Regions from separate parts of the Mus musculus genome. Here region 2 is linked to region 1. Evidence: chromatin contacts called from public Hi-C data. All regions are on one chromosome and are shown on one strand. The core of a region is the stretch at or near the end of the contact, and the rest is flanking DNA. Distances in the headings are between cores, read along the strand shown. Region 1 holds the start of Gm31137 (a long non-coding RNA gene). Region 2 overlaps Gm29185 (a long non-coding RNA gene).

Region 1 (5,925 bases), core at 1,035-3,534:
TGCAGACAAAGAAGGAACCAGAAGAAAACAGGGAAGGTGATGCCCCCAAGCAGAAGGGCAAGAGCAATAGCCTTAAGAGAAGCTCACCTTGTGAGCACATAGCACAAATAGCTGCAGTGCTAATAACCACAGTCCTGTGGCAAAGAGCGGACAGGACCAGCAGGAGATGAACTGAGTGGCTACAAATCAGAATCCCCATAGGTTAATGTAAGGAAGGAAATGTGATAAGGAAGGTAAAAGGAAGGAAAGAAAGAAGTTCACTCTGAACACTTAGTGAATAACAAATACTGTGCTGGCCAGATTAATGCCAACCTGACCCAAGCTAGGGTCATCGGAGAGGAAGGAGCCTCAATTGAGAAAATGACTCCATAATATTGGGCTGTATGCAAGCCTATAAGACATTTTTTTTCTTAGTGATTGATGTGGGGGGGCTCAGTTCATGGTGGGTGGGGCCACCCCTGGGCTGGTGGTCCTGGGTTCTATAAGAAAGCAGGCTCAAGCTGTGAAGAGCAAGCCAGTAAGTAGCACCCCTCTATGGTCTCTGCATCAGCTCCTGACTCCAAGTTCCTGTCCCGACCTCCTTCAATGATGGACAGTGATTTGGAAGCATAAGCCAAATAAACCCTTTCTCTACGAAGTTCCTTTGTTCATGGTGTTTCATCACAGGAATGATAACCTTAAGACAGATGGCAAGAAGCAAGAGTGGGCCCAGAGAGCCCTTAGGAGTCCTGGCCCTGGGTAAATGAGAGGAGTGATAACTTGCTAAGGTGTGGCTAAGGGCAGGAGAGATGAGGAGTATTTTGAAAGGGCCAGTGGGATGCTAACTAGAAGTAGAAAAGAAAGAAGACTTACAGAGCTGAAGCAATTCCTTGGTTAGAAAAACACTTGTCTTGAGAGTGTGCAAATCTGTGTTTGGCCCTAGAGTGTCTCTCTCTCTCTCTCTCTCTCTCTCTCTCTCTCTCTCTCTCTCTCTCTCACACACACACACACACACACACACACACACACACACACACACACATGTGCACATACAACCACACGCACACTGACCCACATATGCATGCACCAACATGAACACACCCAACAGGAGAAGAAAAGATGCCTAGAGCAGCTGCCTTCATTCCTGAGATGTGGAAGACTGCAGTAGAAAGCTTGTAGTCAAAGAAAACTATAACACTTGTCTGAGATGCCTACTGGACATTGATGCTTGTGGGGAGGTGACTACAGGATATCCATGAAAAAATGTTAGGTTTCATGAGATACTCAGCTCATAGTGGCTGAGAATCAGAAGAGGAGACAAGAAGGACCATAGTGAGATCTAGCTAAGGACATGCCTCCAGGGAACTACGTCAGCTAGGACTCGCCCTGCAAAGTGTCTAGCACCTCCCGAAATAGCACCAGCAGCTGGGCAAGCCTTTAACACATGAGCCCATGGGGACATTTCATATTCAAGCATGGTATTCTGACTCTGACTCCCAAAGGCTCATGGGTATCTTATAGTGCAAATTGCATTTAGCCCATCTCTAGAAGTTCCCAGAGTCTTAGCTGTTCCAACATTATTCAAAAGTCAAAATCTAAAATCTGATAGTGTGGTGTGTGTGTGTGTGTGTGTGTGTGTGTGTGTGTGTGTGTGTGTGTGTCTGTGTGTGTGTGTGTAGAACAGAGATGACTCAATAACTTGCCTAGCATGTGAGGACCTGGATTTGACCCACAGGAAGGAAGAGAGGGAGAGAGAAAGGGAGGTAGGAAAAATGGCATCTACTTCCAACATATGATGGATGGCACAGAACAAACATTTGTGTTCCCAGAGAGTGGGGAGACTCAGAGATGAGATACCAGACCAAGGTGTGACCAGGGCCCAACAAGGCAAACCATAGATCTTTCTGCTCTTTGTCCAACATCAATCTTGCAGTAGTGGGGTGTGCATTCTGAAAGACATGACAGCCCAGCCCCTGTGGCTTCATTTGTCACAATTCACAAGGCTGTCTTTGGGGCTGGTTTTCTTAGCTGATGTTATATGTTCCTGGGATCCCAAACTTCCTTAGGTCTCCATTGCATCTTAAGCCTTACCCCTCACAGCTTCACGCATGGCCTTGTCAAGGAATCCCAGCAGTTACTGTGACCCTTCGGAATCTGGGTGGAAGCTTCCAGAGTCCCATAGCTCTTACATTTTTCATGACTGCAAAGCCATGCCCAAGTACCAAGGTCTTCCACTGGCTCAAGCAGTAGACAGACCCTTCACATCATGGCCTCAGCCTCTGAAGGCCTGGGTGTCTGACCAGAGAAATACTCCTATTGGCAGCCCTATGTGGCCTTGCTTCTAGAGAGTGAGTGTTTTGCAGTTCATATTTTTATTGCCCTTGGACCTGTGATGAGTTGGAGTCTTGCTGATTTTCGAGACATGTTTTCTATCCCCTGATATAAGGTATTTCTTGACTTCTGTTTTAAAGGCTCTAATCCTTTTAACAACCAGACTCTCGTTGTATGCAGCTTTACATGTGCATATTTGTATTGAAATTCTAATAGTCACTCCATCAAACAGCAGTTTAAGTACCTAGGTATTTATGTGATTGGTTATTTGTTTGCTGCAATACTGAGGATAGAACCCAAGGCTTGCGCATGCTAGGCAAGTGCTCCATCACTGAACTACACCCTCAGCACTCAAACAACAATTTACATACAGAAGTAGAACCAAAATTTGTGTCTCAGGCACAGGGTCCTTGTGCCTGAGGCTTCTTTTTGCTATTCTCAAAATCCTTTCTTGATGATTTCTTAGCTGTTTATACATTCTACAAAAAAACAATTTTTTTCTCTTGTTGTACTGTGGTGAAATTTTTCCCTTCCTCACTTTTCTTTAAAACCTAACCTAATTTTCTTTAACTGCAGTTTGAGCTCATTCCTCATTTTAATCTTTTTCTTTTCTCAAAAATGTTCATGATGTAGTTATACCTGGCTCTTAAAACAACCGTGTCAGCTATACAAGGTTAGCATTGGGTTGGCATTTATAAATAGGGAGTTGAGCATAAAGGTCAAGGAAACTATATTCAAAAACATAACTAGGTCTAGACACAATCCAGACCAGAACCTAGCATTTGAGTCTCAGTCCAGAGCTCTACCCTGTGGCCCAGGAAAGCTCTTTAGGCCCAGATCCTACTATTTTCCAGCAGCTGAAGATTTCCTGAGCTCTACTTTGTTAACATTTGATTATTCTGTGAGAGTGTTAGGGGTGGGGGTGAGGAAGATGGGTATGGGTAGGTGCATGCATAAAAGCCACAGCATACACGTTGGAGACCAGAGGATAACCTGACTGCAGGAATCAGTTCTATCCTTCCATTATAGATGTCCTAGAGATCAAACTCGAGCCGTCACAGTTGACAGCAAGCATCCTTCCTTACTGGGCCACCTTGTCCTTCTAAAGTACTTAAGAAAGAGGACAACCCCACTGGAGTGTTACTCTTTCTCAACACACATAATCCTGTCTCTTCTCACTCCTCTAAGGGGCAAAGACTGCCTCTTACTGACAAAAGCCATTTCCTCTTTCTCCCGGTCACACAGCTAAACTGTGCTTATCTCCCCAGCCTCCTTTGTAGTTAGGTATCTGTGTGGGACTAATTGTGATTAGCAGAATTTGAAACAAACTATTGCACAGTTTTCTCAATCGGCCCAGGCTCAATCGCCCCTGTTTCTCCTCCTTCCGCTCTCTAATCAGTGAGCATGCCCATCTTGTATCAGAATGTATCACAGTATCAAAAATGAAAGAACTTCAAGGTTGAACTATCCCAGTAGTCGTCAGCTTTTTCTAATTATACCCATCAGTAAAAATATATCTATCACATACATACCCAATGTACATAAGTAATATCTCTCTATCACATACATACCCAATGAACATAAGTAATATCTCTCTATCACATGCATACCCCAATGAACATAAGTAATATCTCTCTATCACATACATACCCCAATGAACATAAGTAATATCTCTCTATCACATACATACCCCAATGAACATAAGTAATATCTCTCTATCACATACATACCCAATGAACATAAGTAATATCTCTTTAAGTATCTATAATGCAATGAGAAAGCTCTATGAATGTCATGTGTATAATATAGTATGCACAAAAAGAAAAAAGAAGATCTCTTCTGGTGAGGTTTTTTTAAGCAAATATGCATTGATGTGCTAACTCTTTCTCCCTGGTCCACTTGCACCATCGAAGCCTTTGGACAGAAGTCACAAAGCGGCAGCCTGTATGCCAAATGTAACCCACAGATGTGTTTTGTTTGGTCTGAACAATGTTTCCAAATTTTATATTAGTTCTCAACACTTAAGAGTTGGATAAGTTCACATCAAATATAGAGATATTTCAACATCTTATTCACTGTTTCATTCCCTGTGTCTGTTACACACTAGGCACTTAATAAATAGCTGTCTAATTATATTTTCAACTTCTATCCCAAAAAAAGGTTAGTTTAGCATTTCAGCAAGCAGCAAAGATTCCCACAACCAAGGCATTGGCTCACCAGTCCTATGCCACAGTCTCCTCTACTCCCTATTGTCCTATACCTCGCCAGCCTCATTTGTACCTGTCCACCTACCTGGCCTCACCCGCACCTGAACAACTGCTTCTGCCTTATTGTTTTCTTGTTATTTGAGGGCCTCCCTCTAGTCCTGTGAAGTCAAAGACAGGATTTAAACCTGATTCTGTCAATTGTCCTTGACAATTCCTTGGGGGAGCTTGTACACTGAGCCAGCTCTCCTAATCTTGAAAACAGAAACGTTAATTCCTCCTTTGTGGGCTGTTTGACAACAAAAATAAGTTGGTTAATATCTTCAGGCTGCTTTGTATACGGTAAATAATTATAGAAATGTGAAAACGTATTACCACAGCCACACTTCTTTTTCCAAAGGACTGTGTGAAGGGATGCGGTGGCAACTTCTAACCTCACACTCCCCTACATGAGCTATGATTCTCACCCACCCCCACATCAGCCCTAATGGACTGGCCATCACTTTGTAATTCAGAGTTTAATGGGAGAAGGCACACGAAGGAACAAGCTGAAGAGTAAGAAAGAATCCCACAACTCCAAAATCTGGGGTCCACTTTGCTTTCTAACAGTTTGTAATCCTTATTTCATGTTTGCTTGTTTGTTTCTAAGTCATTAAACGAAGACGGGGATGTAGCTCATTGACAGAGCAGGTACATGGCCTTGGGCACTACAGGTACTAAGTCATTACCTCCTAGGACCTGATGTGATAGCAGATGCAGACCCCATCACCTTAGGTCCAAAGATCAGTTCTGTGCCTCATGTTTTTCCACTCTGGTTCCCAGGAGCTAGTCCCTAAACCTCCAACATTTTGTTCCATGGGTACAACTCTTTCATGGAACTATAACCTCATTACTCACCACTTGGAAATATGTCCATGGGAGAAGTGCTAGCCAGCTCTCCACTGCTGTGACAATACTTGAGAGAAACGAATCAAAGAAAGGGAAGGTTGGTTGGTTCCTGTTTTCAGAGTGTTGGTCCACGGTTACTTGCTTCACTATTTTGGCCTCTGACGTGTCCGAGTACATGGAAGCATTAAGATGCCATAGAGGAGCATGCTCATCCAGCAGAAAGGAAGCAGAGGAGGGGGAGCATCTGCAAACAAGATATGGAAACAAGGCGTGGTTCGATGGGCCATCAGTGACCTAGGAAAGAGCAACTTCCTGTGCATCAGCTTCGCTCTTTCAATCCCCAGCCAAGCTGCCGGTTTTTCTGCAATCTCCCGACCTCCCTGTTTTACGTCAAAGGCAGTTGTTTGTGGTATTTTTTATGGTGATAGTACATTGGCCATGAGAAAAACACCTCATCCTTTGAATATGCTAAGGAGGTGGCTGTCCCTTTCTCACACCCTGATTTGGAGTCATGGTTGGCAGA
Region 2 (6,054 bases), core at 1,518-4,017, 280 kb before region 1:
ATTTTCTTGCTTTCAGATTAAATATGTGAAATTACTTGGAACAGAGTCAGACTGGGAGCCGGTGAATGCGTAAGTTCAGACAACAGTGAATAGACAAAATGGGGGTTATTGTCAAGTTGGGGGAGAGGTTTTGAACATTGATTTGGCTTATACTGTGTATGGAGAGTCCAAAGGTCCTATTAAACTCCTACACTCAACTGATCTGCACACTCCAAAGGTCCCTTAGTGGCTCAGAGTACAATGAATTTACCACCACTGGGTAAGCTCTATAAGAGCATTGTCCTGTTCTTAATGGAAGAAGGCAAGCATTATTTTTGTGCTTTGTAGCAGCATTTTGAAATCTGTGATCCTACTAGTAACGCCAAAGCTCAGAACGCTCAGTTTGAAATCCACAAGAGGGCACTAGACCACCATATGGGTCTCACTCTCCAGAGCACCTGAAGCACAAAGCAAGGCTTGGTGTTGGCATTGCCCTGAATTTGATAGCAGTAGACAGCCACATAAGTAGTAGGTCTTCAAGTCTGAGTCAGAGACACTCTGTAATCATGGATGATGTTCAAAGCTGACCATGAAACACACACTCAGTTGGCATGTGTAGGTTATGCTAATGTAGGTTGTGCATAAATTAGTATGCATAATGTAGTATGCATAACTTTCACATACTACTTGAAAAATAATGAAATGGAGTAAGGTCCATCCCCATAGTTCTAAGAAAAAGTAGGGTAGTATTTAAGCTGCAAGTTTAAAAAGGTGCTGTGGACAACAGGGTAGTAGAGATCAACAGGGGGTTAGACAGATGGGAGCCTTTCACATCTGCCTTTGGGAAGCCTCATAGTCAGGGAGACTCTTTTGGCCACAAGAGTCTCTCAAATCTGACATTTACACTGGGCATCACCCAAGCTATTCCTTTTCTCTGCCCTTGAAGTGCTGTAACCTCACAAGCTTTCTAGAAAACTGGTCTCAAGCTAATGAACGTACACTTACAAACCTCTTATAACACAGACATAGGCTGTATAATTAGCTTTCCACTTGAAAACAAGGGCAAGAAATTCAGTCAATAGATTAGTTTGAGTAAAATCAACAAACAGATTATTGGGGTCAGTGAAGAAGTATCTTTCCAAATTCAAAAGAGCCAATCATGTTAGCTCAGCCAAATGTGAATCAGGGAAAAAAAAATCAGTCAAGAATGTGGCTCTGGAGAATGGAAATCACATCTAGGAATGAAGACTTGGGTTTTCTTTCATTTCATTTTTTAACAGTTACATTTAATATCATAAAGGGGAAAAAAAGGACTCATGATACCGTAATCATGGAGAAGATACTCTTTTCTCTAAAGATGGTGCATAGGTGATAGAGACCGAGAGATAGACTTAAGCTGGGGCTCAGAAAAACATTATTTAATAGCAGCAGAGTCTCTTGCAGCATCAAAAACAGTGCAAAGGTGTCCTTTTGTTAGCATTTTTCTGATTATCTCTTTGGAGACAATGAATGTATGAGTAATTTCATATAGTCAATTGAAATAATTAAGAGACACACTCTCCATCCCGAGGTTTTATAAGTTATCATCACTCTGAGGTCTTAGACCAATGGCCTCCAGGTTGTTTGGAGTTTGGTTGGTTGATTTGCTTTGTTTTGTTTTCATTTTTTTTTTAAAAAGAAATGCATATGTTTTATATGTGTGAATACAGTGTGTTATTTTTCTGAGTTTACATTGAATGAAGGAGCCCTGTGTCTCTGGCAGACATGTCCTGTTTTTTTTAAATGAGAACCTCTTCTGTCTTCTTATCTTTCTAAATGCAGACCCCAGTTTCTTCAAGCTGTAACTCCAGTCCTTTGTCCCACTCTCAACTCTTGCTCTCTGGTTCCACCCACACAGTTCTCTCAGGAGCTGATCTCCTTCTGGCATTGTCCCTGGGGTAATGAATGCTCTTTTAGTGTTAGGTTTGCTGAGTCTCGTAATAATATCGTGGACTGTTAACTTGGCTTCAGCCAACAGTCTTCAGGATCCTTTTCAGAATTCTTGTTTCTCCTGAGTTCCAGTTATCAGTTTTTTTTTTTTATGTTGTCTTACTTCTTAACACTTTTATTAGCTTACTAGTATGCTCCAACTTGTGACTCTCTCTCAGCTCTGTTTTCAGAGATGTGCCTGGGGTTACAGGGATGCTGTCCTTCTCTGAAAGTCACCTCATCTTCTGGGAACCCTGCTCTCCCCCAAACACTTCAATGGAGGGGACCCAGGACCCTCTCCCCTATGGCTGGACTCTGAACTTGCCTGCCTGACTTGACTTTCCTCTATTGCCAAACACACACACACTTTGTTTTTGTTTTTGTTTTTTTAAATTAGGAAATGCAAACAGTAGTTGTGGTCCCTGTCAGCAGCTCATCCAGGGTATTCCAGGGGAAACACAGTTAACAGCTAATGTCTGTGCCAGGGGCTGGCAGCTTATGGGGAACTGCTGAGACACAGCGGGTGCCACGTCTTCAGAACAGGGGTGCATGGGGTGTTAGACCTAACAGAGGCTCCTAAGAGAGGCCCCTAATGTTAGCCAGGGGCCTTGCTAGGAAACACATCCCCAGTAGATGCATGGTAGACCCAGAGGGTAAAAGGAACATGGAAGGTTTTCAAGTTTTTGTTTTCATAGGGAACCAGCCTAAATAACCTTGGTCCACAACCAGGTTAGGCAGCTGGTTAGGCAGATAATTGTCCCTATCACCTGTTACATGGAAAACAGCAACAAATCTCTTCTCTAATCACCATGGTGACGAGTGTCAAAGTCCTGTTTGGGGTTGTAGTCCTGTGCATAATAGTCCTTCAAGCTGGGACAGAGGGGTGGTTAAAAGAAAGGAAAGTGGGGGAATTTGAGCCCTTCTTTGTCTAAGCTCAGAGCTGAGGCTAGGAAAATTCCGTAGGATCTTGGCTAAACAGTGGTTTTCTGCTTCTGTCAATGTTGAAATTAGTCTGATTGTGGGAAATATTTAGAAGTTGTAGTTGTGTAATTTTGTTTCATCTGCAGTTCAAATGCCAAAAAACTGACACTGAACACGCTGCGTGCTGCTGTAATGTCAGGCGACACTTAGGGGCTCATGGGTGTGGCTCCTTACCTTGTCACCTTTAATTTACTGCTGTACACTGAAATCTTACACATTCCTAGACCCAACACAAGACCACTGCTTCCATGGTATCTCCCTGATCCTTTCTCTTCCCTCTCTGTTTCTCTGAGTTCTTGGTGTGGCTTCTTAGATGGCATCTTGGCAATTTTCCTCTCTCATTTAAGTCTATAACACTGCCACCAAGATTTGACATCGTCACAAGGAACCCACATAAGATTGAACCTTTAACTTCCCACCATGGATAAAGGATGTGTCTGCTCCCCTCCCTAGAAAGCTCTCATCTCTTCCTGAGGGCCTAATAACTATCGACAATCCTTGGAAGATGGGATGCTATTTTGTTTAATAGTGTAGACACTGGGACATTAGGTGGGAAAAAAGAAATCTCAGAGCTAACGAAGAGGTATAGAAGAGAGTGATATGGTGGATATAAACATAATACATTATATAGAAATGTATGATGTATGGAACAGTCAAAAACAAAGAGAATGCTGTTTACTAGTTACTCCTGGAAAATAAACCAAAATTTTATTTTCAAAACCCAAAGCTATATTTTACACATTCAAAAAGGAGAACGCACAGTTGCCATGTGTCCCAGGTACTGTAAGAACCCTGAAGAAAGAAATGATGTTTACATTGGAAAAATAAAATGTCAGACACGTGATCTCATTCGATTCCTGCATAAAATCCTCTTCTCCTTTGTAAAATGGAGACTGCTGTGCTCAGAGGCAGAGAGATGGAATCACTCTGCATAGAAATGAGAGATCAGAATCAACGACCTGGATTTCATCTGTTCCTTTCTCTCCACCATGTGGCCGCCCAGGATGCTCCTGCATCCTTCCTGAGAAAGAGCCCCAGGAAGCACAAAGGGACTTCTATTTTCATCTTTTAGTTCCAACAAGATGAGAATCAGCAGGCCAGCAGACACACTTGGGAATAATGGCTGTGCTCTCTCAACAGGCCCCCTCCCCCCAGTGCCTTTGTCCCCACTCTGAGTGACCTAGACAGAACAAGCCAGCTCTGTAATGACCACTTCGTCAGCAGGGGCTGTGTATTTAGTAGCAGGAAATATAAGCTTTTGTGGTCAGTGTGACGTCATCCCACCTACTAAACAGGCCTTTATAACTTGACCACAAAAAGGTTTGAAAGGGATAGACACACTCACAGGGAGAGAGGCCATGGGGCTGTGAGCAGTTGTCTGCCCTGAAAGAAGCATTGTGTCTTCCGATTGTCTCCCCAAAGCCTGATGTTTGGGCACTGTAGACAAACATCTGGGTGATATATGGTGTTTTCTCTACATCACCCAATGCCCCAGCTCATCTTCATCCTCTTTTGTTTTCTTCCTTCTTCGTTCCCTTCATCCTTTGCTTCATTTTTTTAAACTCTCCCTTAGTCTTAAAAAAAATGTGTAAGGGAACTAGTAAATCTTTTTGTTTTTAAATTTGGGAGGGTCCATGATACCCACTCACATACATGATTTTTTCTCCTGGATTACTCACAGTTGGGAAGGAAAAAGAGAAATGCACAGTGGTCGGATGGAAGAGAGAAAGAATAAAGGAGAGAGCGTAGGCAAGCTCACAAATACTTAAAGAGACCTAGCTTACAACCAGAGGGATGTAACGTAAATATTTCTAAGTCACGAGTATCTTAGTTTGCTCAGTGGGTTTAGAGGAGCTCAGCTAAAGGACTCGGTAACTTTAGGGATTGTAGTGTACAAGTTCACAGCTATATTCCACCCCAAAACTGGGTCTACCTCTTATTTTACTTTTAGGTAAAGAAAGGTATATTAGGCATGGATACAAACATTCACATTCAACACAAAAATTGAAAAGAAAAAAAGAAAGAAAGAAAAGGAAGGAAGGGAGGGGGAAGGAAGGAAGGAAGGAAGGAAGGAAGGAAGGAAGGAAGGAAGGAAGGAAATAAAAATTGATTGATATGGGCAAGTTTGTTTGTTTGTTTGTTCGTTTGTTTGTTTTGATTAGGGGGATTTGTTTGCTTGTGGTTTGTTTTTAAAGCAGATAAGACCCAGGACACAGAGAAACTGAAAAGCTCTTACCAGTGGATCCCAGAAGATAAATAGACAAAACAGAAAGGAGAATTCTCAAAACCAAAAGCTACCTTTTACACGTTCAAAAAGCCGATTCCATAGTTGCTATGTATTCCAGGTGCAAGAAGGATCCCAGAGAATGGAGGTTTCACTGGTCTCTCACACCTCTGAGGCTAAGAGACGGGGAAAGAGGGAAGAAGAAGCTGTGTTGGTGACTGTGAGTCTGACCACTAAATTAGGCTGATGGAAAAGTATGGCTTCCTTAATTTTCAGGGTGTGGAAAGCTCCCTCCCAGGGCTGAGTGTTCCTCTGAGGACTGGACAGCAGGAAACACCTGCTTCACTCTTCCCTGGCTTTTTTCCCTTTAAGAATTCTGGGTCCCCCGCCCCTTTTAACTCGCTATGTTGCACAATGAACAAGCAGATTTCCACACATTCCCCCATTTAAGAGAGGAAGTCTGGAATAATCTATTAGCAATAAACACACTTTGATGGCTTTCCTACCTCCGCCCTCATTCTCCTGTCTTCCAATTGACTTCTACAATTGCTTCCTCAAGCTGTCTCCCCTGACCCTTAGGCTAAGAATATTTTTCTCCTAGAATAAATCAAGAATAAGAAGCCAACCTGCACTGTTGAGGGACAAGTGTACGTTCTGTTCACCAGGATTCCTAATTTTAGATTGTGCCCTTCCCTTCTTGCAGCAACGGGAAAGCAAATGCAATTCCCATTATGGAAAGGCATGAAAAACAGATGTGAGTCTGAATCTCACCATGATAGCAGCTTTCAAATGTCCTCTCAGAGGAGGTGCTCGGAGCTGTTAGCAGGTTCTTGGAGGAGCCCTCATCCATCATGGCGAACATCAGCCTGTAAAACCATGTGCACAGTCACACACAGGATGGG

The links. A called contact is a pair of places that touch in the nucleus more often than the background predicts.
Region 2: a contact with region 1 is called in a Hi-C map of the G1E-ER4 cell line, with 2.3 times the contacts expected there. The contact joins two enhancer-like sites. A contact is called at or near these places in 4 of 484 Hi-C or Micro-C datasets (the G1E-ER4 cell line, the HL-1 cell line and muscle stem cells).

Annotation. Positions count from the first base shown.
Region 1 is chr1:72,984,565-72,990,489 of GRCm38.p6, reverse strand. Gm31137 (a long non-coding RNA gene) reads right to left here and starts at 5,642. Exons shown (of 3, transcript XR_373508.3): 1 at 5,412-5,642. Within about 2 kb of position 2,284, at least 2 of the 459 cell types and tissues checked have an H3K27ac peak or open chromatin away from gene starts, as enhancers often do. A contact at or near this core is called in the G1E-ER4 cell line, where this site is marked.
Region 2 is chr1:73,269,039-73,275,092 of GRCm38.p6, reverse strand. It overlaps Gm29185 (a long non-coding RNA gene), which reads right to left. Exons shown (of 5, transcript XR_865539.3): 2 at 5,924-6,018; 3 at 5,227-5,328. Among named protein-coding and RNA genes, the nearest start is that of Gm31344, 92 kb to the left of the region's middle. Within about 2 kb of position 2,767, at least 9 of the 459 cell types and tissues checked have an H3K27ac peak or open chromatin away from gene starts, as enhancers often do. A contact at or near this core is called in the G1E-ER4 cell line, where this site is marked.